Regions from separate parts of the Mus musculus genome. Here regions 1, 3 and 4 are each linked to region 2. A link is a contact called in public HiChIP or PLAC-seq data. All regions are on one chromosome and are shown on one strand. Each heading gives the region's core, a stretch centred on a gene start, on an enhancer-like site or on the middle of the called end of the contact. The rest is flanking DNA. Distances are from core to core; before and after follow the strand shown. Region 1 overlaps Spint2 (serine protease inhibitor, Kunitz type 2). Region 2 holds the start of Sipa1l3 (signal-induced proliferation-associated 1 like 3). Region 3 overlaps Sipa1l3 (signal-induced proliferation-associated 1 like 3). Region 4 holds the start of Ppp1r14a (protein phosphatase 1, regulatory inhibitor subunit 14A).

What was found. HiChIP or PLAC-seq counts read pairs in DNA pulled down with a chosen protein or histone mark.
Region 1: an HNF4G HiChIP or PLAC-seq map of pancreatic cancer cells shows a contact between it and region 2. The contact joins the enhancer-like site here to the promoter of Sipa1l3 in region 2. A contact is called at or near these places in 7 of 39 promoter capture datasets (the HPC-7 cell line, cranial neural crest, embryonic stem cells and 3 more), 4 of 484 Hi-C or Micro-C datasets (the N1E-115 cell line, embryonic stem cells and pro-B cells), 4 of 115 datasets of contacts at active chromatin or transcription factors (embryonic forebrain, embryonic stem cells, extraembryonic endoderm stem cells and 1 more) and 1 of 9 other capture datasets (adipose tissue).
Region 3: an H3K27ac HiChIP or PLAC-seq map of embryonic stem cells shows a contact between it and region 2, with 16 read pairs. The contact joins the enhancer-like site here to the promoter of Sipa1l3 in region 2. A contact is called at or near these places in 7 of 39 promoter capture datasets (the 3T3-L1 cell line, embryonic stem cells, hippocampal neurons and 2 more), 3 of 484 Hi-C or Micro-C datasets (the G1E-ER4 cell line and muscle stem cells), 18 of 115 datasets of contacts at active chromatin or transcription factors (acute myeloid leukemia, double positive thymocytes, embryonic basal ganglia and 8 more) and 3 of 9 other capture datasets (adipose tissue, liver and pancreatic islet).
Region 4: a contact with region 2 is called in a FOXA1 HiChIP or PLAC-seq map of pancreatic cancer cells. The contact joins the promoter of Ppp1r14a here to the promoter of Sipa1l3 in region 2. A contact is called at or near these places in 7 of 39 promoter capture datasets (cranial neural crest, embryonic stem cells, hematopoietic stem and progenitor cells and 3 more), 3 of 484 Hi-C or Micro-C datasets (the C10 cell line, embryonic stem cells and extraembryonic ectoderm), 21 of 115 datasets of contacts at active chromatin or transcription factors (craniofacial prominence, embryonic basal ganglia, embryonic forebrain and 13 more) and 3 of 9 other capture datasets (adipose tissue, embryonic stem cells and pancreatic islet).

Annotation. Positions count from the first base shown.
Region 1 is chr7:29,252,513-29,258,752 of GRCm38.p6, reverse strand. It overlaps Spint2 (serine protease inhibitor, Kunitz type 2), which reads left to right. Exons shown (of 7, transcript NM_011464.2): 5 at 165-326; 6 at 547-585; 7 at 1,916-2,423. The coding sequence ends at 2,082. Among named protein-coding and RNA genes, the nearest start is that of 2200002D01Rik, 7.2 kb to the right of the region's middle. Within about 2 kb of position 4,667, at least 39 of the 459 cell types and tissues checked have an H3K27ac peak or open chromatin away from gene starts, as enhancers often do. A contact at or near this core is called in the HPC-7 cell line, adipose tissue, liver and 1 more, where this site is marked.
Region 2 is chr7:29,502,200-29,508,510 of GRCm38.p6, reverse strand. It overlaps Sipa1l3 (signal-induced proliferation-associated 1 like 3), which reads left to right and starts at 3,051. Exons shown (of 23, transcript NM_001081028.1): 1 at 3,051-3,217; 2 at 4,596-4,660.
Region 3 is chr7:29,340,559-29,347,022 of GRCm38.p6, reverse strand. All of the region lies in intron 16 of Sipa1l3 (signal-induced proliferation-associated 1 like 3), which reads left to right. Among named protein-coding and RNA genes, the nearest start is that of Dpf1, 36 kb to the right of the region's middle. Within about 2 kb of position 4,467, at least 65 of the 459 cell types and tissues checked have an H3K27ac peak or open chromatin away from gene starts, as enhancers often do. A contact at or near this core is called in the G1E-ER4 cell line, embryonic forebrain, embryonic stem cells and 4 more, where this site is marked.
Region 4 is chr7:29,285,468-29,291,811 of GRCm38.p6, reverse strand. Ppp1r14a (protein phosphatase 1, regulatory inhibitor subunit 14A) reads right to left here and starts at 2,492. Exons shown (of 4, transcript NM_026731.3): 1 at 2,277-2,492; 2 at 222-302. The coding sequence starts at 2,477. It overlaps Gm45977 (a long non-coding RNA gene), which reads left to right and starts at 3,513. Exons shown (of 4, transcript XR_003946629.1): 1 at 3,513-3,616.

The DNA.
Region 1 (6,240 bases), core at 3,418-5,917, 250 kb after region 2:
CTCTGAAACACACATATCAAGACGCACGCACGCACGCACACACACGCACGCATGCACGCACACACACACACACACACACACACACACACAAAAGAAGAGGGGCATGTGCTTATTCTCGGCCGTACTGATTTGTCCTCCTGAGGCTCCCTTGTTCTCCCTTCCAGAATACTGTGTCCCGAAGGCCGTCACTGGGCCGTGCCGCGCAGCCTTCCCTCGCTGGTACTATGACACTGAAAAGAATTCCTGTATCAGCTTCATCTACGGCGGGTGCAGAGGCAACAAGAACAGTTACCTCTCCCAGGAAGCATGCATGCAGCACTGCTCTGGCAAGTCGGCTGACCCCATCCCTGGACAATGGGAGCCCTCGAGGCTCTTCTCCTCTCCCTCCCCCTGAGATGAAGCCTTTGGAAATGTCCATTAGACTATTTAATGACAAGCTCTCAGAGCCTCCAGAGTTGTTCAGGAGGCAGAGGAGACCAACCTTGGTCCCAGCTCTGAGGATAGAGAGCATAGGGGATTGACCGTAGCATTTTGCATTCTCTGTAGGTAAGCAGATGCATCCTTTCCTGACCCCGGGCCTAAAAGGTAAGTGGCCTCTGCCTTCTCCACCTGCCTTCCACCTCCCTCCCACTGGCCTTCGTGGACTAACTAGGTTCTGCTCAGTGTATTTTCTGCCTTGTTTACAACATTGTTCCCCACTGGAATGTCCTGGTGGCAGAGGGCTGTGTTTATATGAAAATGGTTAGGCAGTTTGGAATGTGTGGACAGTTGCCCTATATTAAACACTATACACAACTAGAAGCTGAGCCTGAATCAGGAATTTCCTAGGCAAACTGTGTTTGAGCTACAGGAAGTATCTGGCAGATAGGCCTGTCCTGTGGAGTCCACACACAAGCCTGACAGTAACTCCAGGCCTGGGGGAATTTAACTCCTGTGGAGTGTGAAAGATGGACAGGGGTGTCAAGAGGAAGACAGTAGCATTTGCATGGTGAGGGCCCTGTGTCCTCACACTTTTATTTCTGAGCCTCCTCAGAAGATGAGTGCTACCCTATGGACCTGCCACACTGGTTTGGCCTCTTGATCTTTTCTCCCTGTGAAGGATCCTAGACCTGGCCTACAAGTCTGTCTTGTTCTAGAAGTAGAAGCTGGTTCTCAAGGCTGGGCTGGAAAGGTGCCCAGGTCTGGAGGACTGGCTGTGGGTGGAGCTGGGCAAGGGATTGCCCCAGAAGGCTAGTTATGCCCTATAAGCCCATGGGGAGGGAGCCGGGTGGTTGTCACAGGGAGTCACATGCCTGAAATGGGGCATCACCTGGTAGGAAGGCATTTTAACTGATGAGTGGGGCAGCTTCTGTTGCTCACCCACAGCTAGAAACCCTAGGGTCCCTCCTGGCTCTGCAGGGTACACCCTCACCTAGCAGACTGCACTGCTCAGGCTGACACGGGACTCATCTCTTTCTTTTGCCATTCAGGATTTCAAGGTCAGAGTCAGCTGCATGGGCCACTACAGATCACATCTCAAAAAAACAGAATATGGCTGGTGAGATAGCTCAGCAGGCAGGGGCACGTACTGCCCAGATTCCATCCCTAGCACCTACATGGTGACTCACAACCATTTTTAACTCTAGTTAAGTGAATCCAATACCCTCTTTTGGCCTCTTCAGGCACTATGTGTTACACAGACATGCAGGCAGGCAAAACACTCATACACATAGAATTTTTAAAATAAAGTTCAAAAGCCACTCTGTGTGTGGGGCATTGCACTGGCTACCCCGGCAGACAGTCTGTCCAGATTCCCAGGTTGAAGAAGGCATCTGGTCCTTGTTCTGAGTCCACTTGGCCTACTGTGCACTCTGGGTCACCCTGCTGGCCCCATTTCTGTGTTTTTCATGTCTCACCTGCTCCCTCTTACCCTCAGCGGTGATCCTGGTGGGGCTGTTCCTCATGGTTCTGATCCTCCTCCTGGGAACCTCTATGGTCTGCCTCATCCGTGTGGTTCGCAGAAAGCAGGAGCGTGCGCTGCGCACTGTTTGGAGCACTGCGGATGACAAGGAGCAGCTGGTGAAGAACACCTGTGTCTTGTAGAGGCCCCAGTGCTCAGAACCGGGAGTGACAACTTGTGCTGTTTAAAAAGAGAGCAACTGCTTGCGTCTGAGATCATTAGGGGTTTGGTCTTTGTTTCCCAGTGCTGTTGGGCTGCTTAGGGCCTCCTCTTGACCCTGTCCTCCCACAGCTCCCCTGCCCTTCCCCATCGCCTGTCTCCTCTAACATCACTAGGAAGGAGCCCCATTCTTGTAGCGGTCACTGTTTGTTTGATTTATGTGGGTTTTTTTTTTTTTTAAGTAGATAAAGGTTTTTTAAAAAATCAGGATTCTGAAAGAATGTGTTTAATAAAGTGGGCCTTTTAAAATAAAACTTACTATGTAGTTTGGTTTTTTGTTTTTGTTTTTGGTTTTCTTGTGACTACTAGTTACAGGTGCCAAGGGTTATCTCAGGACTTGCTCAGTCATTCTGGAGTTATGTCTTTGCTTTCCATTTGTTTGTTTGTTTGTTTAAACACAAAGTATGGTTTGTTTTTTGCTTTTTTTTTCATACCCTACAGGGGTCCCAGGGTAACCTGACTTGCCTTCGAAGCTGAGATGACTTGGGCTCGCTGCCAGCTCCTAAGTGCTGACCTTACAGGTGTATGACCCAATACCTGGACTATTCCCAATTGAGGCTGGAACCTAGGGCTGCTGCTCTGCTGGGCAGGCACTTTACCAACAGAACCGCAGCCCAAGCAGCCACAATTGTGTTTGTTTCGTTTTGTTTTGTTTTGGAGACAAAGTTTCTCTGTGCCCTTGCTGTCCTGAAACTCCCTCTGTAGACCAGGCTGGCCTCAAATTCACAGTGATCCACCTGCCTCTGCCTCCCAAGTACTGGGATTAAAGATGTGCACTACCACACTTTAGCCAACCCTCAAAATTTTTTAAGATTTATTTTTTATTTTATGCATATAACTGTTTTGTTTGCAGGTATCTTTGTGTGCCATATGCCTGTTACTTAAGGAGGCCAAAAGAAGAAGGTATAGGATTCTTGGGATCTAAAAGATACAGATGGTTGTGAGCCACTATGTAGGGTCTGGAAAACAAGCCCAGGTCCTCTCTAGCCCACGGCCAGTGCCCTTCATCACTGAGCTGTCTCTCCAAGCCCACTTTTTCACTCATTGAAATTCCTGGCCACACTCCTGAACACTCATTGAGCACTCTCCTGGGCACAACCACAGTTCTTGCTTCCCTGGAATACAGGTGCTCTTAGATTCTGGAGTTGGGAAAGACTCCCATCTATCACTGCCACCTGCCCTCTGACCTCGAGAGTCCGTTAGTGATGGAGTTGTTGAGAGACTCATGAAAGACAGGTATCTCAGCGAGGGAGCACGGTAGCACATGCCTGTAATCCCAGCCCTCAGAAGCAGGGTCAAAATCTCAAGGCCAGTCTGGGCTATAAGACCCTGTCTCAGACAGACAGACAGCTCTTGGAAAGGGCCCAATTTCAATGCGCAACAACATATGGTGGCTCACAATCATCTGTTTGTTACTCCAGTTGTAGGGTGTTTAATACCCTCTCTGGTCTCTGGGACACCAGGCACACAAGTGTTGATGTACATGCAGTCGGAACACTCATACACATAACATTTTTAAAAGATCACTGTCAACACTGAACCCTGCTTTTTGTCCAGTACCACAGAATATCTGTATTTACAGTATGAAGCCAGTTGCCCCTTACAGTGATTGAGAGTACATTAGAGGTCACAAGTCAGCCTGGCCCATCAGTGTGGGTCCAATGGGTGACAGACTCTTAGATCCACCCAGTCTATAAGATGTGCTAATCTTTCCCCAGCCTGAGACTCCTGGGTTGTACAGTTTTGCCTGGGGATGAACCAACTTGAAGGGATTTGACTGACTGGCTTCTATTGCTCAGACTGATCAAAGTGTTCAGTGGAGGTACTCAGTGGACACACACATGGCTGAGGGCTGGACACTGGACTGAGCTGAGTCCACTCACATGGGCCTCTGGTCCTGTAGGTCTTGCTCTTGGGAACTTTGCAAAATGGTTGTACTTGCATGGAACTCTTCACAGATGGGACTGTGAGGAGCCACTGGCTCTGGAGGAGGAGGCTGTGAAACTGGTCCCTGGAATGGGAACTCACCCATATTGTCCTTGCCACTTCCCCAGGCCCCAGGGTTTCAAGGGTTAAGAAGGGGTGATCCTGAGCACTATGAAGGTCACTCCTCAGGACTGCATTGCTGCTCACGTGTGTAGGGAGGAGGAACAGTCGTTGCTGGTATAAAGCTGAGGGCTCTCCAAGCTTTATAATATCCCTTTGTTGATACCAAGCAATTGGCAGGCCATTGAGCTACATCCTCACCTAATTGTGTTCTTCCTTTGCCATAGCCTACTGCCCAGGCGTGTGTGTGTATGTGTGTGTGTGTGTGTGTGTGTGTGTGTGTGTGTGTATGTATGTATGTATGTATGTATCTGGAGTCCTGTGAACAAAGAAAACCACAGATGCTAATGTCTTGCTGTGCGTGAGAAGCTAGGAAGCCAGTTTCTGACCCAGGAGTCTAGAGGTTAACAGCCAGGATGTTAGCTGAGAAGCAGAAGGAAGTGAACTCTGGACTGGGTGGAAGCTGAGCTCAGCCCAGTAGTCACAGGCTAGCACAGTGCTTCAGCCTGATAAGAGAAAAGTCCCTGCGTGCTTCCAGCTCATCCAGCTGCTGGGATGCGGTTGAATAGGGATAGTGTTGTTTATAGGAGCTGGGCCTCTGTTCTTGGGGACTCCAGGAAAAACTAAACGAAGGCTCACCATAATCCCTTTTCCAGACAGACGTGACCTCAAGCATGTAGGAGGGACCTCAGGCATATAGCACTCCAGGAAAGGTATTTGCTCTCCCACCTGGGCCCCTCAGCATCTTGGCCTCCCTACCCACTGTAATTGCTGAAGTAACAAAATCCTATGCTTTGCTGGCGGAGGTGGCACAGGCCTTTAAACCCAGTGTTGAGGCAAAGGCAGGTGAATCTCTGTGAGTTGGATACCAGCCTGGTCTACAAAGAGACCCTGTCTCAAAACAAAACTAAATAAAATGCAGGATTACAGCTAGCCCCTGAGGATGCCTTTTCTTGAGGTGAGAAAAGGGATGGAGGGACCCAGGAGTGAGGACACCAGCAATACTGCATGCTTTGCTTGAGGGGCAGAGTGGCACTATTTAACACCCTGGCACCAAGGCATTTGGGGCAGAAGTTAATGAAACAGAAGGCAAAAAAACGGAGATCAGTGGGGTGCCTACAGCAGTTGGGGAGAATGAGAAGAGCTAGTGGAGATAGGTGGCCTCTCACCAGCTGGGGCCTATACATGAGAAAAGGACACAGCCTCCGTAAGCTTGAGACGTCCAGAAGGGCAGGTGCAGTGCCTGCCAGGTGAGGGGAAAGATAGAAGTGGGGCATCCTGTGTACAATGTGATGGAGGTGAAGTTAGGAGAGACGAGGCCTTGTCCTCCCCTCCCATTCTCCCACTCTGAAACAGCACTGCAGTGCACGATCTCCAGGGTACAGAAGCCCCTCCTACCCCACGGCCTACTAGCCACACCCTAGAGAGGCCAGGGCAGAGACTCAACACCAATACCCCAGTGTGGAGGGGAGGGCTAAAGAGACAGTTGACATTCTGAACGCTGCCTGTTCAGGACAAGCGGAGTCTGCAAAGCCATTTACTTTATGAGGCAAGAATATTTGTTTTGTTTTTTGAGACAGGGTTTCTCTGTGTAGCCCTGGCTGTCTTGGAACTCACTTTGTAGACCAGGCTGGCCTCGAACTCAGAAATCCGCCTGTCTCTGCCTCACAAGTGCTGGGATTAAAGCCGTTTGCCACCACCGCCCGGCGAATTCTTGTCTTTTAATACATTATTTTGTGGGACTGAGATAGAACCCAGGATCTTGTATTTGCTAGGCAAGCACTCTATCACTGAGCCATACCCCAGCCCCTCACTGGATTCTGGCAAAGTGCTCTACCACTGAGCCGTAAGACCCACCACTTAGTATGTACATGGGCTTTGTGCATGTGTGTGCATACTGGAGCACATGGAGGTCAGAAGACCACTCCAGACATTGGTCCTTAATTTCTACCATTTAAAGATGTGTTAGTTACATGTATCTGTGTGAGTCCACAAGTGCTAGCAAAGCCCACGAGCATCTCATTTCTAGGAACCGG
Region 2 (6,311 bases), core at 1,802-4,301:
ACCTGCAATAACTAACCTAAGCCAAGCCTCCCAGTGACCCCTTCAGCTAATCTACTTATTCCCTTTGTAGAATTTAAATAACTCACGGGGGGTGGGGGGTGTCAGAGGGCCTGGGAATGATGTTCAGTAACTTTTCAGCCCTCTGCGTGCCCTTGCACAGCTCTCAGGCCTGCAAAATCCCAGAAAGCTCTGTGCTCCAGGTCCAGTGTGAGTGAACATTTGGATTTTCAACAGTCCCCCAGGAGCTACCAGGGTTCGTGCCCAGAAAACACATGTTGAAACTTGTAGGAAGTCTGGAAAGGAGATTTAGATAACAAAGAATCCCACAGGTCTCTGCAAGGGTTGACAGTAGCTCTTCAAAAAGGACCCAGTCCCAGTCCTTTGTGTCACTCTGCTATCGGCTGTGCACCTCTCATGATCCCTAGCTCCCTGTGTAGCTCCAGTTGGCACACCCTATCCAGCAGTAGTTAAGGGACACCTATGTGTCCCTTTAAGAGAGAAGAACCTTGCTTTTATGCCCTGCCTCCTGGTTCCTCTTAGGTCTTTTGTAGTAGCACTGGGACAAATAACCTAACACAAATAACCCTGTCTGTGCCGCTCAGAGGCCAGGCCAGAGGCCATGGGAGTAAACTCACAGCACCGCTCAGGAGCACACAAGAGTGTGTGCGGGTCGCCTGTAGAGGTGCGGAGCAGCAGAACCACAATATCCTGCATTGTGCTGTTCCTGTGGCACTTCTAAGATTTGTAATTACTCAGCTGCTTAGCTGTGTGCATAATCATAGTCCCTGTACCCTAGCACCCCTTCATTGTGTCAGCTACCAAACATTTTGTCTGAAAGTGCAGGGACTCCCAAGTTGGGCACAACACTGGAGGTCTGTGCATCCTTTATTTATTTATTTTTTTAGATGTTTATTTACTGTTATACATAAGTACACTGTAGCTGTCTTCAGACACCAGAAGAGGGCGTCAGATCTCATTACGGGTGGTTGTGAGCCACCATGTGGTTGCTGGGATTTGAACTCAGGACCTTTGGAAGAGCAGTCAGTGTTCTTAGCCACTGAGCCATCTCACCAGCCCTGTGTGCATGCTTTTTGAGAGCTCACCCTGCTTGGCACCACCTGGGGTTCCCCCTGCTCCCTCCCACTCCTGAGCAAGATCCTTCTCACAGAGGCTTGACTCTGAGGACCATGGAGGGCTGTGGGGTGGACAGAAGGGGAGGATGTAAGTCAGGTGTAGGTTGCTAGCTCAAAATTGTGAACTCCGGTGGTTCTGGCCCAGTCCCCAACCATCTATGAAAGCGACATTCCTCTTACGGGCAGAATTTTTCCTCTGACCACCTGTGGACAGTGGTTGCCCTGGGAGACTGCGGAGGGCCTGAGAAATGTGACTTAACCTGTGTGCAAGTCCTGGGTCCTACTGGGCCCTGTATTGGTCTTGGGTTAGCCCAATGACCTCCATTTCCCTGTCTGCAAGGTAGAGCAGGTAGGTTGTGGGGGGATTGAAGCTTGTGAAATCATGCGACATGCCCGACTCACAGCCAGTGCCCCTTGAGGGCACGGGAATCTGCTTGTTGCAATTTCCTTTGGTTGTTTTCTTTTGTTTTGCCAGATTGTTCTCAGGTGACTGAGAGCTCCCTGCAGGCAAGAGCATCTTGGTTCTGGTTTACCGCAGTTTGATAAAGATGATAGTAAGAGTTTTAATTTGGCTCTTCGGGGTTTTTTTTTTTTTTTTTTTTTGTATGTGTGTGTTTGTTTGTTTGCTTGTTTTTTCGAGACAGGGTTTCTCTGTGCAGTCCTGGCTATCCTGGAACTCACTCTGTAGACCAGGCTGGCCTCGAACTCAGAAATCCTCCTGCCTCTGCCTCCCAAGTGCTGGGATTAAAGGTGTGTGCCACCACTGCCCGGCTTCATTTGGCTCTTCTGAGCCAGGGTTTGATGCTGATAGCCAGTCTGGCCTTATTGCAGCAGTTCCTCTTGCCTCAGTCTCCCAAATGCAGGGCGTACAGGCAGGTGCATCACACCTGGGAGTCTGTACTTTGCCATCAGACGTCTGGAGGTTAAGTCTGGAGTTTAGGCTGTAACTGTGAGCCAGGTGTTTTCCATTTTGAAGGCCCAGGTGTGAGCAGCCTGTGATAACACAGCTGAGAGTCATGGAACTGTTTTGGTTGTTCTTTGGGTTTTGTTGTTGTTGTTGTTGTTGTTTTTGTTTTTCTGTTTGTTTTTTTGTTTTGTGACAGCCTCCTGTAGCTCAGGTTGGTCCCTGAACTCACTATGCAGCTTTGAATGACCTTGAAATCCTGTCTGACTTTTCCAATTCGAAGATCATAGTCATAAGCTATTGAGCTCCATCTGTTACTGAGTGTTTGATGGGCCAGAGCCATGACCTCACTGGCTTTCTCTCCCAGGGTGGACACTAGACTCTTCACAAGGGCATATTCGCATAACAGTCAAAAGCTGGACTCTTGAGATATACTGCTTGGGTTGAACCCCCACTTGCTATGTGACCTCCGTCCTGTGACTTCTGTTCAACACTATCTGTAAAATAGGCGTGACCGTAGTTCCGACTTAAAGGCCCTGGAGAGACTGTAGTGTTTAGAGCAGCACCCTCCCAGAGCTGTGCTTCCAAGGCTGGGTGGAAGAGTCTGCCACAAGGTTTAATCATTAAGCCTCCAGCCTCTGCAGCCGGCACTGTCTGCAGAGGTGAGGGGCCCACCTGTGGGTAGGAAGGTTGTGAATGAAGCTGCGGGGCTTAGGGCAGGGATGCTGTGGCGCTGATCCAGCCCTGGCTCAGCACCGAGCAGGTGGCCTGTAACAGGCAGGCTTTGTTACCTCCGAGCTTTCTCCCAAACTCATTCAGACCCAAGACCACGTGTCTGATGAGTAAGGAATCCTGTTATTTCCCTTCCCCAAAGGGAATATTGGCAGAACTGGCTCTTTGGGGATGTGCCTGTGTGCAGAGAGCAGCCATCTCAGGGGAACTCCGGTAAGCTGGCGTGGCCTGAAGGCCACTGAATAAGTCGTTAGAAGCTGGCACTGCTGGTTCCTATTTCCGCATTCCAGACACCCACAGCGCAGGAGGAGGCACCACCCCAGGTCGGCCTAGGGAGCTGGGGCAGGTGGCTCTTGCCTAGGGAAAACCTGGGACAGGAGCCACACCTGGGGCCAACCTAGTAGCCACCTTCCTGGAGTGTGATCACGGCTGTGTTCCGGGACTCCTGGTAGGTGAGCGATGTCTCCTCACTTCGGTAGCACCTTCCAGAGAAAGTTAATAATCTGATTCTTCTTTGAGGGAAAGCTAGCTTCTCTCTCTCTCTCTCTCTCTCTCCCCCTCCCTCGCTCCCTCCCTCCCTCCCTCCCTTCCTCTCTCTCCCTCTCTCTCTCTCTCACCCCCTCTTCTCTTGTGAAGTGTTTACCTATCTGTTCCTAACCTGAAGAAAGGTTGGCCCAGTGTTGAGCAAATGAGAAGATGGAGGCCACGGACTCCCAGGGAAAGAATAGATGACTGTAGCTGAGCCCCTGCTGTCTGCAGACTTTGTTACCAGGGGCTGTGGTGCCCCAGCCCAGTATGTATGCTGTGTGGTCTTGGTAAATCCTGTACCCTCCTGGGCCTCAGTTTCCTCTTTTGGGGGAAACAGGAAGTAGTGGTAGTACCCACTGAGTTGTCATGCCAAGTGCCCCAGCTCCTCTGACCCTGCGCCTGTGGACTGCAGCTCAGGCCCCTTGCTCCCTGCTCTGGCCTCTCCCTGGCTGTGTCCTCTGCCTGTGGATGTAGTTGGGGTGGCATGTCCACCTGCCTTCCCACACTCACGTAGCCGTTCTCAGGACTAGCCTTCCAAAGCCACCCCCTCCTCAAGTCTCTGCTCAGATGTTCCCAACCCAGGGTGCCTTCCTCTCAGTCACCCTGGAGCCACCTCCTTCGCTGGATTTTTCTTCCACCTGCATCTCAACTGTTGGCTTCCTGGGAGCGCAGGCCAGGCCTTGGTCCTTCTAGAACAGTGCCTAGCCTGTAGCGGGGGTGGGGTGGGGTGCAGCTTCAGTTATGACATGAATGAATTTATGCTACTAGATGGCCCATTGGTGGATGGACGGCTAGCTGTTCTCACTTGGGACTGACTAGAGTGCCACCAGCGTTTCCAGGAAGCCATGGCAGTGGTTGGTGTGACCTGTCACCTCTCTCTCTGGTCTCTCTGTGGTCATGCAGCCATTCTTGGGGTCTGTCAGCCTCAAGCTGCTGGCTTCCTGGCCCCCAATCCCTTCAGGCGTCACAGCCTGGAAGCTGACAGTGGCTCATTTGGGCATTTTGGGCACATGGCATGACAGAGAAAGTGTGGTACCAGCGAATTAGAGAATAGTGGGGTAATCTCAGTAAGAGAGGATTTGTGCGTGCCTGCTATGTATTGGAAAGGTGACATAGCTCCAGGTTTCTGTGGCAGGAAGGCAGGGGAGATAAGAGTGACCTGACCAGCCTTGGTTTATCCTCTCCTCTGCTTTAGTAGGCAATAACTCTTGCTGTGCGCTGAGCAGGTTTTAATTAACCAGTGAGTTGAAGGAATCAGACTGTGTTGTAACTGACACGCTCTCTGTTTCTGGCTCCAGGTAGCAGCGACTGGTGCTGTAAAAATATCCCAGGCAGGCTTCCCCGAGGCGCTCCAGGGAGCCAGGTCAGTGGTCCTCCCTCTCAGGCTTCTCCAGCAGCCCCAAGCTCTGAGGCACCTCACGGGCCCACTGTTGCCATGTGACAGTCATGTGCCCTTCACCCTCCAGAGCCTGTTGCAGTGTGGAAGGCTGCCATGGCAACAGGTCACTGTTCCCTGAGCTCCAAGGAGTATCACTTTGAGGGAAGTTGAGGAAAAGCCATGTCTTGTAATGTGTGAGTCCCTCACTGCCTGAATTCTGGGCTTTAGTTGCCTTTTCTGGAAGATGGTGCTAATTGATAGTGTCTGTGTAAGCGAGACGTTAAAGAGAGGCCAGGTGATATCTAGTGTGCCAGAAGACTCCTGGAGAGAAGACAGTGGGAGGGTAAGTGTTCAGGAGATGACATTATGTTACGTTCTTGAGTATTTTCAGTCTGCCCCCACCCCCACTTTCTAGGCTCTTCTTTCTCCCCTTTCCTCCTTACCTGACCTGTAAGCAGCACCCTCCCTTGTCAGCGTCTTCCCATATCTTATCATGGGTCTTTTCTCCATGGTTCTATAGTGCTCCAGGGAACAGTGTTGCTCCATTAGGGATAGTACGGTCTTTATTTTCATGAGTTTTGCTTTCACACAGCAGTACCATATGGAAATATTTCTGAATCAATATTCCTCTGATTCGCTCTTTTTTAAAAGAAAAAGAAGATGGTCAGGTAGTGGTGGCACATGTTTTTAGTCCCAGGAGGCAGAGGCAGGCAGATCCCTGAGTTAGAGGCCAGCTTGGTCTATGGAGTGAGATCCAGGACAGCCAGGGTTACACAGAGAAAGCCTGTCTCAAAAAACCATATTGAAAGGAAGAGAGGGAGGGAGGGAGGGAAGGAGGAAGGGAGAGAGGGAGGAAAAAGGAAAATAAAGGAAAGGGGGCTGAGAGATGCTCAGTTGCTTAAGAGCACTTGCTGCTCTTGCAGAGGACTTTGGTTTAGTTCCCAGCACCTACATTGTGGCTCACAACCATCGTTAAATCTGGGAGCTCTGATGCCCTCTCCTAGCCTCTGTGGGTACCAGGAACACATGTGGTGCACACACATATATGCAGGCAAAAAATTCATACACATTAAATAAAAATCTAAAAAATATTTTACATTTCATCCTAGCATATCTTCTACTACCAAGCCACGCCCCCAGCCCCTCACTAGGGGATTCTAGGCAGGGGCTCTACCACTGAGCCACGCCCCCAGCCTCTCACTGGAGGATTCTAGGCAGGGGCTCTACCACTGAGCCACGCCCCCAGCCCCTCACTAGGGGATTCTAGGCAGGGGCTCTACCACTGAGCCATGCCCCCAGCCCCTCACTAAGGGATTCTAGGCAGGGCTCTACCACTGAGCCCCACTCCCACTCCACATGTACTCTGGGTGGGTGTGCCATAATGTTTGGCTGGATGTCATCTATGTTCTTTCTTTCGTTTCCAGCTTTTCCCCAAAATTACTTTTATAATTGATGGCCTTCTTTAATTAGCTCACAGGTGTTGGAGCTTAGCTACTCTAACTTGAGCCCTGTAGGCTTCTGAGGTTGAACAGGAAGCAGTGGTAGCATAGTGATGATGCCCTTTGTCCAGACAGGAGGTGTGTTTTCTAGGGTGCTCACAGGCCCAGTGCAGTGATGAACCACCCACTCTCAGTGC
Region 3 (6,464 bases), core at 3,218-5,717, 160 kb after region 2:
TTAATGTGTTATGTATGTCTGTGTACCACACATGTGCCTGGCATCTAAGGACACCAGAAGAGGGCATCAGATCCCTTGGAACTAGAGGTACAGATGATTGTGAGCCACCCTGTGGGTTCTCAGAATTGAGCCTGGGTCCTCTGGGAGAGCATTCAGTGATCTTAACCGCAGAGCCATCTCTCCAGCTCTAAGCTATTGATGGGTGCAGTCTCAGGACCACACTCAGAGAAGCTCACGTGGGAGAGAGCTGTGTTTCTGCATAGAAATAGCTGGGCTCCAAGCAGTGGCTCTCATTAGCTGCACACCTTGATCTGCTCCAGTCGTAAACTGAGGAACATAGCTCCCTCCTTGCTAGAAGGATTTCATGATTTCCCCCAAGGGTCTCTGACAGATTTGAAAACCATCATGGCTGTACTGGGGATGTAGCATAGTAGGACAATGTTTGCCTAGTATTTGTGAGGCCCAGAGTTCAAATCCCAGAACCACAAGCAGAAATAGGAGAGCTGGGAGAGAAAGAAGGAAAAAAAAAAAAAAAACCCCAGCAGATTGGGAGTGCCTGAGTCCTCGATTCCCTCCTCTGAGGAGCTCCTGACTCTGGGAGCCCAGGAGTGTTGCCATGGAGACAAAGAAAAAGGCAGCATGAGGGTGCTATCTTAGGCTATCTTCCTAGACAAGTAGTTCTCACCTTCTGACCTCACTGACTACCTCATTCATTCATTCATTCATTCATTCGTTCGTTCAACATACATTTCTTAGAAATCTGTGCTGCCCCAGGTAACACTGCCCCACCCCCACAGGTGACAGACAGTCTCCAGTTATCACTCAACTGTGCCACTGAGCGGTGCCAGGATGTGGAGGCAAGAGAGCATAGCAGGGCATTTCCAGCCTGGTGTGGGCCCTGTCCTTGGACATTGGTGGGAGCTGGATCTGGTAGCACAGGCCTATCATCTCAGCTAATTGAGAGACTGAGGCAGGATGATCACAAGTTCAAAGCCATCCTGGTCAACTTAGTGAGACCCTGTTTCAGAACAAACACAGCAACAAGTTAACCGTGGGCAGGAGGTGTAACTGGAGGCCTCACTGTCAGGCTGATCTGGATTCAACCCCTAGCACTGGAAAGAAAAATTTTGTAGGGTTTTGAAATCCATGATATAAAGGCAGTAGTGATGCCAGGCGTGGATAGTGCGTGAGGCAGGGGGGTGGGAACAAATTACCCCATAGCTGAGAGAAGTATTTGCCAAACCCAGAAGTGGAGGGAGTGGGGGGGAGAGCCCCACTATACAAGTGGCCCTGGTGGTTGCTAGCTTTAATTTGCATATAGACAATTGATGCTAATTGCAAGTCATACTTATCTACTCATTAAAGCTGCTTCCTGAAGTTTTCTCCTAGGCAACGGGGTTTTAGTGTGGAACAGCATTTCCCAAAATGGGGTGCCTGAGGTGATCTGGGTGCTGAGAGGAGGGAGACGCTGCCTCTTAAATGGATGTGGATTTCCTTAGGAGGCGGCAGCGCTTCTCGCCCACCCCTGATCTCACAGACACTGCCCTGGACCCTATGGAAGATGAGATGGAAGGGCTTCTTGCTTTCTCCTCTTCTGTGTGTGTGGTGGGCAGTGGTGTTGGGGGAGGAGGAAGAGGAGGACCTGTTTTTGAGATTGGACCTTACTCTGTAGCCCTGACTGGCCTGTAACTCAGGAGATCAGGCTGGACTCAAACTTGTGGTAATCCTCCTGCCTCTGCCTCTGAGATGCTAGAAGTATACCTAGTTGCCACCACACAGTGTTAGAAATGAGATGATTTTAAGAAACATCTCGCTGGCGAGATGGCTCAGCGGGTAAGAGCACTAACTGCTCTTCTGAAGGTCCTGAGTTCAAATCCCAGCAACCACATGGTGGATCACAGCCACCCATAATGAAATCTGATGTCCTCTTCTGGTGCATCTGAAGACAGCTACAGTGTACTTATTTATAATAATAAATATTCGTACATAAAATAAATAAATAAAATCTCTTAAAAAAAGAAAAAAAGAAACATTCAGCCAGTTGTAGTGATCCATCCCCATCATCTCATCCCAGCACAGGGAAGAGCTGAGGCAGGAGGGTCTGTGGCAAGGACATGAGTCTCACACACGCACACACACACGACACACACGACCCACACAATACACACGTAGATACACCACTCACACACTACATACATATACACCATAAACACACACACACCACAGACATACATACCACAACCACACACACATACACACACCACAGACCTACACACCACATACATACACACACACAGACACCACATACATATACACCACACACACACACACACCACACATACCACAGACATACACATACACACACCACACAACACACACGTAGACACACCACCCACACACTACATACATATACACCATAAACACACACACCACAGACATACATACCACAACCACACACACATACACACACCACACACCACAGACCTACACACCACACACACACACCACACATACCACAGACATGCACACACAACACACACATAGACACACACACATGACACACAACACACACGTAGACACACCGCCCACACACTACATACATACACACCACAAACACACATACACGACACACACCACAGACCTACACACCACATACATACACACACACACACACACCACATACATATACACCACACACATACACACCACACATACCACAGACATACCACATATACACACACACATAAGACACCACACACACACCACAGACATACACACCACACACACACACCACAGACCTACACACTGCAACCACACGCATGTGTGAGTGAAGGTGGTGTTCCAGTCAGTGCAGCAAGTTGGTGGTGTTGTCCCACTGCACTGAAGCCCTCAGCAGCTACTGTCGTGGGTATGGTCCTTGAGAATGTCAGACAGCGTGGTACTTGAACCCAGCACCCAGACACGGGTGAGGCTCTTGTCTGCACAGTCCTGTTCACGAGAACCCTGTGCCCTGTCTGCACCTGCCCAGCACTTGCCATTTATTCATGAGCAGGTGCATGTGTGCCAGGCCCAGTGTTGGCTGGCCCCAGGAAGACAACAGGCAGATGGTAGCAAAGTCATGGATGAGCCGCAGCAGCAGGCATCCTCAGAGGAGGCTGGCCAATGTCTTCAGTCTGCAGTTTCATTACGTGTATTACGTTGTATTTTGTGTGTGTGAGGGTGGGTATAGGGGGTGTTGCTGGGAATCAAAGCCAGGGCCATGCACAGTCTAAGCCCCACAGCTCTGGCTGTGGACGTTGACCTAAAAACAAACTAAACAATCCAGACCTGGTGGCACAGGTGCTACTAACCCCAGCGCTTCGGAGGCTGATCCAGAATTGTCACTTCTGGGCCCGCTGAGGCTACAGAAGGAGACTTGCCTCAAATCTGAAGGGCAGAAGAGAAAGATGGGGTTGTAGAGAGGTTTCTCACAAGTAGGAGATGAGGGTACAAAGGGTGGGACCCGGGTAAGAGGGTTGAGCTTCATGTCACTGAGCACAGGCCCGAGGGGCCAGCGAGGTCACTCAGGCACTCCATTACTGAGTGTGAATTTGATCCCAAGGGCTAAAGAAAGCCAGGGAAGGTCTCAGCGGGAGGAGATGGGAGGATGTGTGCAGCTTCCAATTGTGTGTCAGCGTACATGGCGTACCACGCGTGAAAACGTCAGCGGGTGGCGTGATGAAGTCAGGCTTTCTTACACCTTTACGTGGGTTACAGGAATCAAACTCAGGTCACAGCTGGGCGGCGGTGGCTCACGCCTTTAATCCCAGCACTTGGGAGGCAGAGGCAGGCGGATTTCTGAGTTTGAGGCCAGCCTGGTCTACAGAGTGAGTTCCAGGACAGCCAGGGCTACACAGAGAAACCCTGTCTCGAAAAAACCAAAAAAAGAAAAAAGAAAAAAATGGTCTATGGGGTAAAACAGGAGGTGGAGTCCCAGGAAGGGTGAGGCTAAGTCACTCAGAGATGGCACAGGCCTGGAGCAAATGTCCAGGGGGTGAGGTGAGCTCTTGCTAGTTGCTGTAAGTGAGGAGCACTGGCCACTCTGGCTGGAGGGGATCTCAGACCAGACCAGACCAGACCAGACCAGACCAGACCAGCTCAGCTTTCCTCGGCAGTGCTGTTCTAGATACCCCCGTGCTCCAGGGAACAGAGTCCAGTCCTCCTTCATGGGGCTGACATTCTGCTGCAGAGAGGAAACAGATGGACAGACAGACAACAACCAAGTGAGACACAGATGGCAATCAAGGCTCAGGAGGGAAATAGGCAGGCAGTGTCTTGATTGGCAGCCAGACAGCTAAGACTATTGTACCTCGCCGGCCTGCTCGCAGTACTCTGGGAATGTCTGGTGGCCGGGAGACTGAGGTGGATCCCCAAGGGAAGCGTGGCAGGAGGTGTGAGTAGCAGGGTGGCAAGAGGGCTGCTCTAGCAGGCTCACTGCTGTGGTTAGAGCTAGCATCTGGTCCTGGAGGGTGTGAGAGCCAGCGAAGGTGCCTGAGCCCCTAATCTGGCAAACATTTTTCTAAAATATCACTCTGGGGGCAGCCTGTAATCACAGCACTCAGAGACAAGAAGAATGTGAGCGGGAGGCCGGCCTGGGCTAGACAATGAGATCGGTCTTTAATTTTAGAGGAAAGGTGGGGCACTGTAGTCTTCTCTGAAAGAAGCAGGCTGTTTAGGGAAGGCAGGACAGAGAGCAGAATTTGAAAACTGCCAGGAAGAGATGAGCTGGCCATGCCCAGAAAGGCCCCATCCTCTTGCCTGGCCCCAGCTCTTTTCTTCAAAGCCCACAGAGCCTGTATCTGCTTGTGCAGGTCCGTGACTGCAGCTACTTCACAGATATTAGCCCACCCCACCCACCCCAGACATTCGTCATGGGAGCCCAGCAGCCAAGCTCCCTGCCAGGTGCTGGCACCCGTCGTGGGCACCTGAAAGGCCCAGCAAGCCCAGGCACATAACTACCTGGCCCCTAAGCAGTACACATGCCAAAATCTTTCAGTTTCCAGAGCAATTTGTCAGTCAGCTAAGGGGATCTGAGACTCTGTTCCACGTGGAGCTGACGCAGCTGGGCGTTCCCAGCAGGGAGGAAGCACGTGGCTCTGCTTCCCGGGCTGCGCTAGCAGTCTCCGAGTCTGTCTGGGGATCCATCTCGGGCACAGCCCTCAAAGGTAATCTGGGGGTCTGCTGGGGCCCACCCTGCCTGTGTCGGAAGACTGGAACCACACATGATAGATCTGTCAGCAAGGGGGAAAAAACCCAGACTATTTTCCTAGAATGCTAGGGGTTGAGGGAGTGCCTGAGGTCTGTGGGCAGAGGGGCAGTTCAAAGGCCCTGCGGTAGAAACATTCCCGGGTATTTGAGGGATAGCCTTGTGTAACTGCTAGAAAAGACAGGCAAGTGGAGAAACTGAGGACACAGGAGGTGGCAGATGGAGTGGGACCTATGGGGGTCTCTGCCTGTCTGCATGAGCCAACACCACAAGGAGTTCTGGAGTGTCGCACATTTCCACAGGGTCCTTGTGGCTGTGGGGAGAACACGGAAGGCAGGTAACCCTGGAAGAGACAGTGGTGGCGATGCTGACGGGTGGCACTTGGTGGAGGTGACAAGCAGTGATGGTCGTAAGATCCAGGTGAAGCCCATCATTCCAGACGCTCGGGTCACAGCAGGCACAGAGGAGGATGGGGGCAAGATGGGAGCGAGCCAGGTGGCCTGCAGCCTGCCCCCCAGCCCCGCCCCAGCTATGTGGGCATGGCATTACTGCCTGACTGCCTTACACTGAACTCCTTCAGGCCCTTGGTCTCTGAGGCCCAACTTCCCTTCCATTAGATGGGACAATAATGGGTGGCCCGGCTGGACAGTGTTCCATACTTGTTAATCCTAGCACTCAGGAGGGAGAGGCAAGAGGGTTAGGAGGTCAAGGTCATCTTCAGCTACACAGCAAGCTGGAGGCCAGCCTGGGATACATGAGTTCCTGTCTCTAAAACTTTGGTGATAACAGTAACATAGCTGTGGTCCAACGAAGGTCATGTGGACATAGTGAAGCCGCCGCTGCTGTGCTTAGTCTCTGTCTATTGTGCCTTTCTCCTGCCGGCGATCTTGTTGAGTACGGAAGAAAGCTTGAGGCTGCTCGATCCCATGCATCACCATAAGGGAGCTATCTAGGCTCTCCCAGCCCTAGTGCCCCCACCTGAAATACAGCATCGGCAGCTCCTGCAGCAGAAAGTGCCGGGGGCTTTATGGGGTGCCGTGTGGCAAACGTTTAAAACCAGGCCTGACCGTGTCCCGGATCTTTGCGGTCATCCTTGTAGCTGTCGCCCAGGACCGCCTGCCAGCCCCTCGGAACCTGGACGGAGCAGTAACATGTCACAGCCTCACGAAGAAGGGCCATGGCTAAAACAGGGTACCAGTGCAGAGTGCACCTCCCCATG
Region 4 (6,344 bases), core at 1,243-3,742, 220 kb after region 2:
GGCTCCTAGCTTTGGACAAGCTGTGTGACCCTGAGCAAACACTTCAGCCCTGCTGAGTCTCATTTTCCTTTCGGTGGTAAATGTTTTATAGCGTTTTGTGGAGGATTTAGTGTCTGGCTTAGCAAGTGTTTAATAAACATGTCAACTTGGCTTGTCCTGTTTAGGGCTCTGTGATTTGTTGGACTGGGGGAGGGACGACTCTCTCCTTTCTCTCCACCTACCTGGATTTTCCGGCATCTTTCCTCTTCACTGTCCAATTCCAATAGCTCATCGATGTTGACCTCGTCCGGCATGTCTGACTCCTACGGCCAGGGAGAGTGGACTGGTCAGAGTCCATGTCTCCCTGTACCCACTCCACAGCCTTTTGTCAAGGGCTCTGGAGGCACTTCACCAACCCCAGGCCCAGCTGGCCGGGCCTGCAGCGATAGATGATGTGGCAGGCAGGGACAGCACCACCGAGTCAGACATCTGGGTGGGGTGTGGGGGTGAGGGGGGTGACAGATGGGTGGAAGGAGGCCCAGGCCTTGGTACCAGCCCGATCAATCGATGCCTGCACCCTTGGTTCAGCCCCGGGGGCCTTGGGGCTGGCACAGGGCTCTCTCCTTGGCTGCAGTCCCTACTCAGCAAAGCAGGCCCAGTCGAGTCTGGGAATGTCAGATTCTAGGATTTGGGGAGGGATTGGCTTCTGCCCTTTCAAGGGAAAGTCTTAGCAGTGGTGTGGGGGAGGGGAGACTGCTGGGGCGGGCCCCTTCCCCTGGGGACAAGAAGGGTTTTGGGGCTTATGGCCAGCCAGACCTCCCTGGGCCACATCACAGGCTGCTCAGTCAGAGAAGTGACCACCTAGGCCCACCATGGCCGGCTAACAGGAATCATCTCTGAGGGGAGGCTAAGGCCTCGTGGTGGTGATACAAAGGATATCTGAACATGTTGTGGACAAGATCCAGCTGTCCTGGGCCAGAGACCACTGGACCTAAGCTTCTACTTTGCCAGCTCTGCTGCCCAGCTGGGCAATGAGGGTGCTGTCCTGTGTGGGAGAAGGGATCTCTGGCATCTAAGTGTGCTGGGCCCGAGACTGAGGGGCCTACTTGCCTTGAGAGAGTGTAGCCAGTGTGGCTGCCTCTCTAGTGTGGCTGTCCCAGGTCAGACATGGCAAGCTGTAGGGACTATCTTTATTTATCTTTTTTTTTCTTTTTCTTTTTTTTAAGATAGGGTCTTTCTGTGTATCCCTGGATGACTTGGAACCCACTCTGTAGAACTGGCTGGCCTCGAACTCACAGAGATCTCTCTGCCTCTGCCTCCTCAATGCTGAGTCTAAAAGGTGTGAGGTGCACCATGCCAGGTTTGTTTTAGACTTTTCAGACAGGGTCTCCTTATCCAAGGTCGTCCTTGAACCCCTAACCCTCCAGCCTTCACCTCTCAAGTGCTGAGGTCACAAGCGTTAGCGGCCCTGCCTACCTTGGTTTCTAGTGTTCTGTGTTCCTGGGACACTTTTACCAGTTCCGTGTGTAATTTCCACAGACGTGTGTGTGTGTGTGTGTGTGTGTGTGCATGCGTGCGTGCGCGCGTGCACATGCACACAGAACTTTAACATCTGCCACTCTGTTTGTAGACAGCCATACTTTTCTTTTTTGGCAGCAGATAATGGCCCATGTAACTTGAGTCACTCTGTGTCCCTGGATAGCTATTGGAGCTTGGAGCACCCCAGCTGGAACTGATGTGTATCTGTGCCCAGCTGTATCTCTTCACTTGGCGCCCAGGGGGGTTGTGTTGTGCGTGCATGTCAGTATTCCATGGCAGGCCATGTTGTCCCTTAACTTAATCCACTTGTGTTCCTGTGAGTTTGTGTGTGGCTCACTTTGGTGCTATGTCTGAGTGGCTGTGACTTCCGTCATCTGTGAAAATTGTTGTTTCCTCTGCTGAGAGTCTCTGCTGTCCTATCTCCCTTGTCACCCATGTCTATGTTTGGCTTAAGGACATCCCCTGTCCCTATCCGTTCTCTCAATATGTTGGCTCTGCCCGCCACCCCCCATCTCATCCCCAGCCCTTCCCAGTTGTCTGGGTTGATTGGACGCACACATGTCTGGGGATCCTGGGTGCATGTCTGAGTGTCCGCGAGCTGGATGCCTCTAAGCACCGAGACCAGCGCCTCGGGCCATGAATCCTAGCAAAGGCCGCAGTCGGTGCACCAGCGAGCAAGTACTAGGGTCACCGAGGTCGCAGGGTTGCAGGGTCTTAGGCTACCTCCGTCCCTCAGCCCCGGCCCCTCTGAGTCTCACCCTGCCGCGGTACAGCTCCTCCAAGCATCCGTCGATCCACTTCTCCACGTCCAGCCGTCGCTGCAGCTCCCGTCGGTCGTACTTGACCGTGACTCGCGCGTGCCGCTTCTGCAGCCCGCTGGGGCTGCCCCCCGGGCCGCGGGCCCGCGACGGGGACTGCAGCTTGCTCAGCACGCGCTTGCCCAGCCGCTGCGCAGCCATCGTACCGTCACCCGCTGCCCCTACTTTGCGCCCTGCCTCGCGCTCCGGGATCTTAATGGCCGGGGCGGGGCCACCGGGGGCGGGGGCTCGTGCTCTGGGACCCGCCCCTCCCCGATCGCCGGGCCTCAGTTTCCCTTCCTGCAGAGGCAAGCTGGCTAATGTGCAGCCTTCAAGCCCGGGGTCCTGCGGGGGTTCAGATGGGTGGGGGCGGGGTGCCCATCTTAGAGTGCCCCAGGGCAGGCATCTCCGGGCGGGGTCCCAGGACACGCTCTAGGGTCCGTCCTGTGCTCCCTCTGGCGGCAGCGAAGGGTGTTGCAAGGGCGCCAGGCCTAGCTGTACGGGAGGGGGATCCCACTGAAGTTTCTCTTTTTAAGAGGGACCTATTAGTCTGGCCTTAAACTCCTAAACCTCCTGTCTCCACCTTCTAAGTGATGCGATTCCAGACCTGAGCCACCACACTCAACTTTTTCTTTCTCACCCCTGCTCCCAGAAGGTGATCGGAAACGGACCCCAGGAGTGTTAAGCCAGTGCTTGAATCATCTTTTAGTTTACCCCGCTCATTCACGCACTTTTCCATCCACTTATTTCCATTTATTCACTTGTTCCTGTTGCGATCATAAAAAGAGATAAAGCTGTACAAGAACATGTTCTGGGGGGTGTGAGGAAGGGGATGTCTCGGCGGGCCCATGCCAAGGCATCCCTTCCCCCTGAGAGACCAGCCACACTGACGGTATACCATGGAATAGAGTTTATTCAGGGCATGGGGAAGAGAGTTAAGAGGCAGAGAAAGGCAGAGAGAAGGAGAGAGTAGAGAAGTAGAGGCCGGCCATGGCCACGTGGAGAGAGGGGGTAAAGGAATGGGGAGAGAGGGGGAACAAGGAGGCAAGAGGGAAGAGAGGCAAGAGTAGGAGAGAAAGAAAGGGAGGAGGGGCCAAGCAGCCCCTTTTATAATGGGCCAGGTCTACCTGGCTGTTGCCAGGTAACTATGGGGAGGAGCATACCTGGCTGCTGCCAGGTAACTGTGGGGGTGGAGTCCAGACAGAATACCAACACTCCCAGTACACATTGTTTACTGAGTGTGTCAACAGCATGTGACTTGGGTGCTTAGGAGGCGGAGGCGGGAGATTCAGGAATTCAAGGTGAGGGTAGGCTACAGAGTGAGCTTCAGAGTCCAGGACAAGCTGAGCTGTGGACCCTGCCCAGATAGATAGATAATGATAGATAGATAGATAGACAGACAGACAACAGCCTGGGTGAGCGAGATGGCTCCCTTGGTAAAGAGGCTTGGTGCTAAGCCTAAGGACCCCGCACATGAATCTCAGCTATTGAGGAAGGGTGGTAAAGACAGTACAAGAGAGGCCGAGGTAGACTGATGAAAATTCGAGGTAAACTTGGACTACATGCTGAGAATTACCTCAAATATGGGAGGCAGGGGTACCTGGAGAGATGGCTCAGCAGTTAAGAGCATCAGCTGCTCTTGTAGAGGAACCGGATTCAGTTCCCAGCACATACACACATGTACACACATGTACACACACACACAAACACACACGATGGCTCACATCCACTTGTAACTCCTGTTTCAGGGAATCTGATGCCCTCTTCTGGCCTCCAAGGGCTCCTGAAGAATACACCCAGCACTCGGGCATGCACAAGCATGTGCTATGTCAGGCACTGTACTAGGCAGCGCAGAACCAAGTCCCCCTAGTGCTCACGCTGCGGCAGTGGCAGTAGGTGCGCTGTCTCCAGTTTATTACATGACAAGGAGAAGTGGATGGTAATGTGACCAAGGGTGTCAAGGGAAGATCCTGGCTTTGCAAGTTGTCTTACTCAGGCCAGAAGCAGCAAGAACCACACTTCCTTATTGCTGAGGGTCTGGGTGAGCTCAAGCCGCACAGGTGGTGAGCAGGCAGTCTGTGCCTGAGCTCAGCGCCACACAACAGCACTTTACCAAGGCGTGTGTGCACGCCCGCGCGTGAGTATGTGTGTGTGTATGATTTAACCATTTGCTTTTTTTGTCTGCTTCTCAACCAGCACTGTACTAAAGGCCAGTAGGAGTTATGCGCCTTGGGCGCAGGCAAAAGGGGGACACACTGGACTGGAGAACGGGTGCAGTCAGACAGGGCTTGGCCTGCAGGCATGAGGAGCTGAGTTAGGATTCCTAGCCCAAGTGTTAGCCTGGCACAGGCAGGAGAGGTGGCTCAGAGGTTAAGAACACTGGCTGCAGCAGGGTGTGGTGGCACACGCCTTTAATCCCAGCACTTGGGAGGCAGAGGCAGGCAGGTTTCTGAGTTTGAGGCCAGCCTGGTCTACAGAGTGAGTTCCAGCACAGCCAGGGCTACACAGAGAAACCCTGTCTCGAAAAAACAAAAAAAGAAAGAAAGAAAGAAAGAAAGAAAGAAAGAAAGAAAGAAAGAAAGAAAAAGAAAAAAAAGAGAACACTGGCTGCTCGTGCGGAGAACCCGGGTCCTACTTCCAGAGCTCACATGGTTGCTTACAACCAACTGTAATGCCCATTTCAGGGGATCGAATGTCCTCTTCTGACCTATAAGGGCACCAGGCACCCAGATGTTATGCATATATATATACATACATTCAGGCAAATGCTTATACACATTTAAAAAAAAAGAGCTGAGTATGGAGGTGCCTGTCTATAGTGATAGTTCTAGAAAATTAGGGACAAGGAGACCCCTAGGGTTCTCCAGCCAACTGGTCTACCAGAATCAGCAAACTGGAAGTTTAGTGACAGACCCTGTCTCAAAATATAAAGTGGAAGTGGATTGAAGCAAACAGCAGATATTGATTTCTGGCCTCTACCTACAAGTACATGACTGGGCACACAAATACATAAGCGCAAGGAGCCATTGTTGGCTACATAGAAAGATCCTATCTGAACCTACCTCCTCTCTAAAAAGTCATTCTTCGGACACACTGCACAATTCCAAACAAATCAGTGTAAAGGATCCTTCCATCCAAGGGGATGCTTTATTCAGCTCCACCTCAGAGCCACACCTCCACCCTTCTCCCTACCTCCTCCTGCTATTATCATCGTCGTCATCATTATCATTATTATTATCTTAAGACAGGGTGTGCAAAAGTTATTGAGCCTGACTGAGACTGGCTCTATAGAGCAGTTCAGATCTGGGTGGGAGACACAGGAGACTGCCAACCTAGATCCAGGTTTACTGAGAGGTCTATTCTAGAAGGAATAAGGCAGAAAGAGGTAAATCAGGGCTCTCAGAGATCTGCTGGGACTAAAGGTGTGTGCCAGTATACCTGACAAAATTAAAGTTAAAAAGACACACACACACACACACACACACACACAGAGAGAGAGAGAGAGAGAGAGAGAGAGAGAGAGAGAGAGAGAGAGAGAATATACACACATCTATGAGGGTGCTTGCCTCTCTCACACACAACACAGCCCTGGGAGGCCTGTGTTCAGCCCTAGAACAGCCCTTGTTATTCATATTATGTCTCTACAAACCCGTGCTTTTCCAAAGATGACAGCTGACCTTTCCAAATCGGCAGGTTTTCACTGAGATGATGATGAGTTGCTCTTTTAAACCAAAGCAGCCAGAATAAAGAGCTGTTAGGCAAGTTCTCTATAATTCTAACAAGGAAATCCCAGTTTGTTTCATTTCAGCTGCGTTTGAACGTGCAGGCTTACCCTGAGAGGCCAGAGCTCTCCATCTTATTTATTTATCTATGTATTTAACACTATTACTCTCTTCAGACACCCCAGAAGAGGGCATCAGAGCCCATTACCGATGGTTGTGAGCCACCATGTGGTTGCTGGGAGTTGGAACTCAGGACCTCTGGAAGTACAGTCAGTGCTCCTAACCGCTGAGCCGTTTCTCCAGCCTC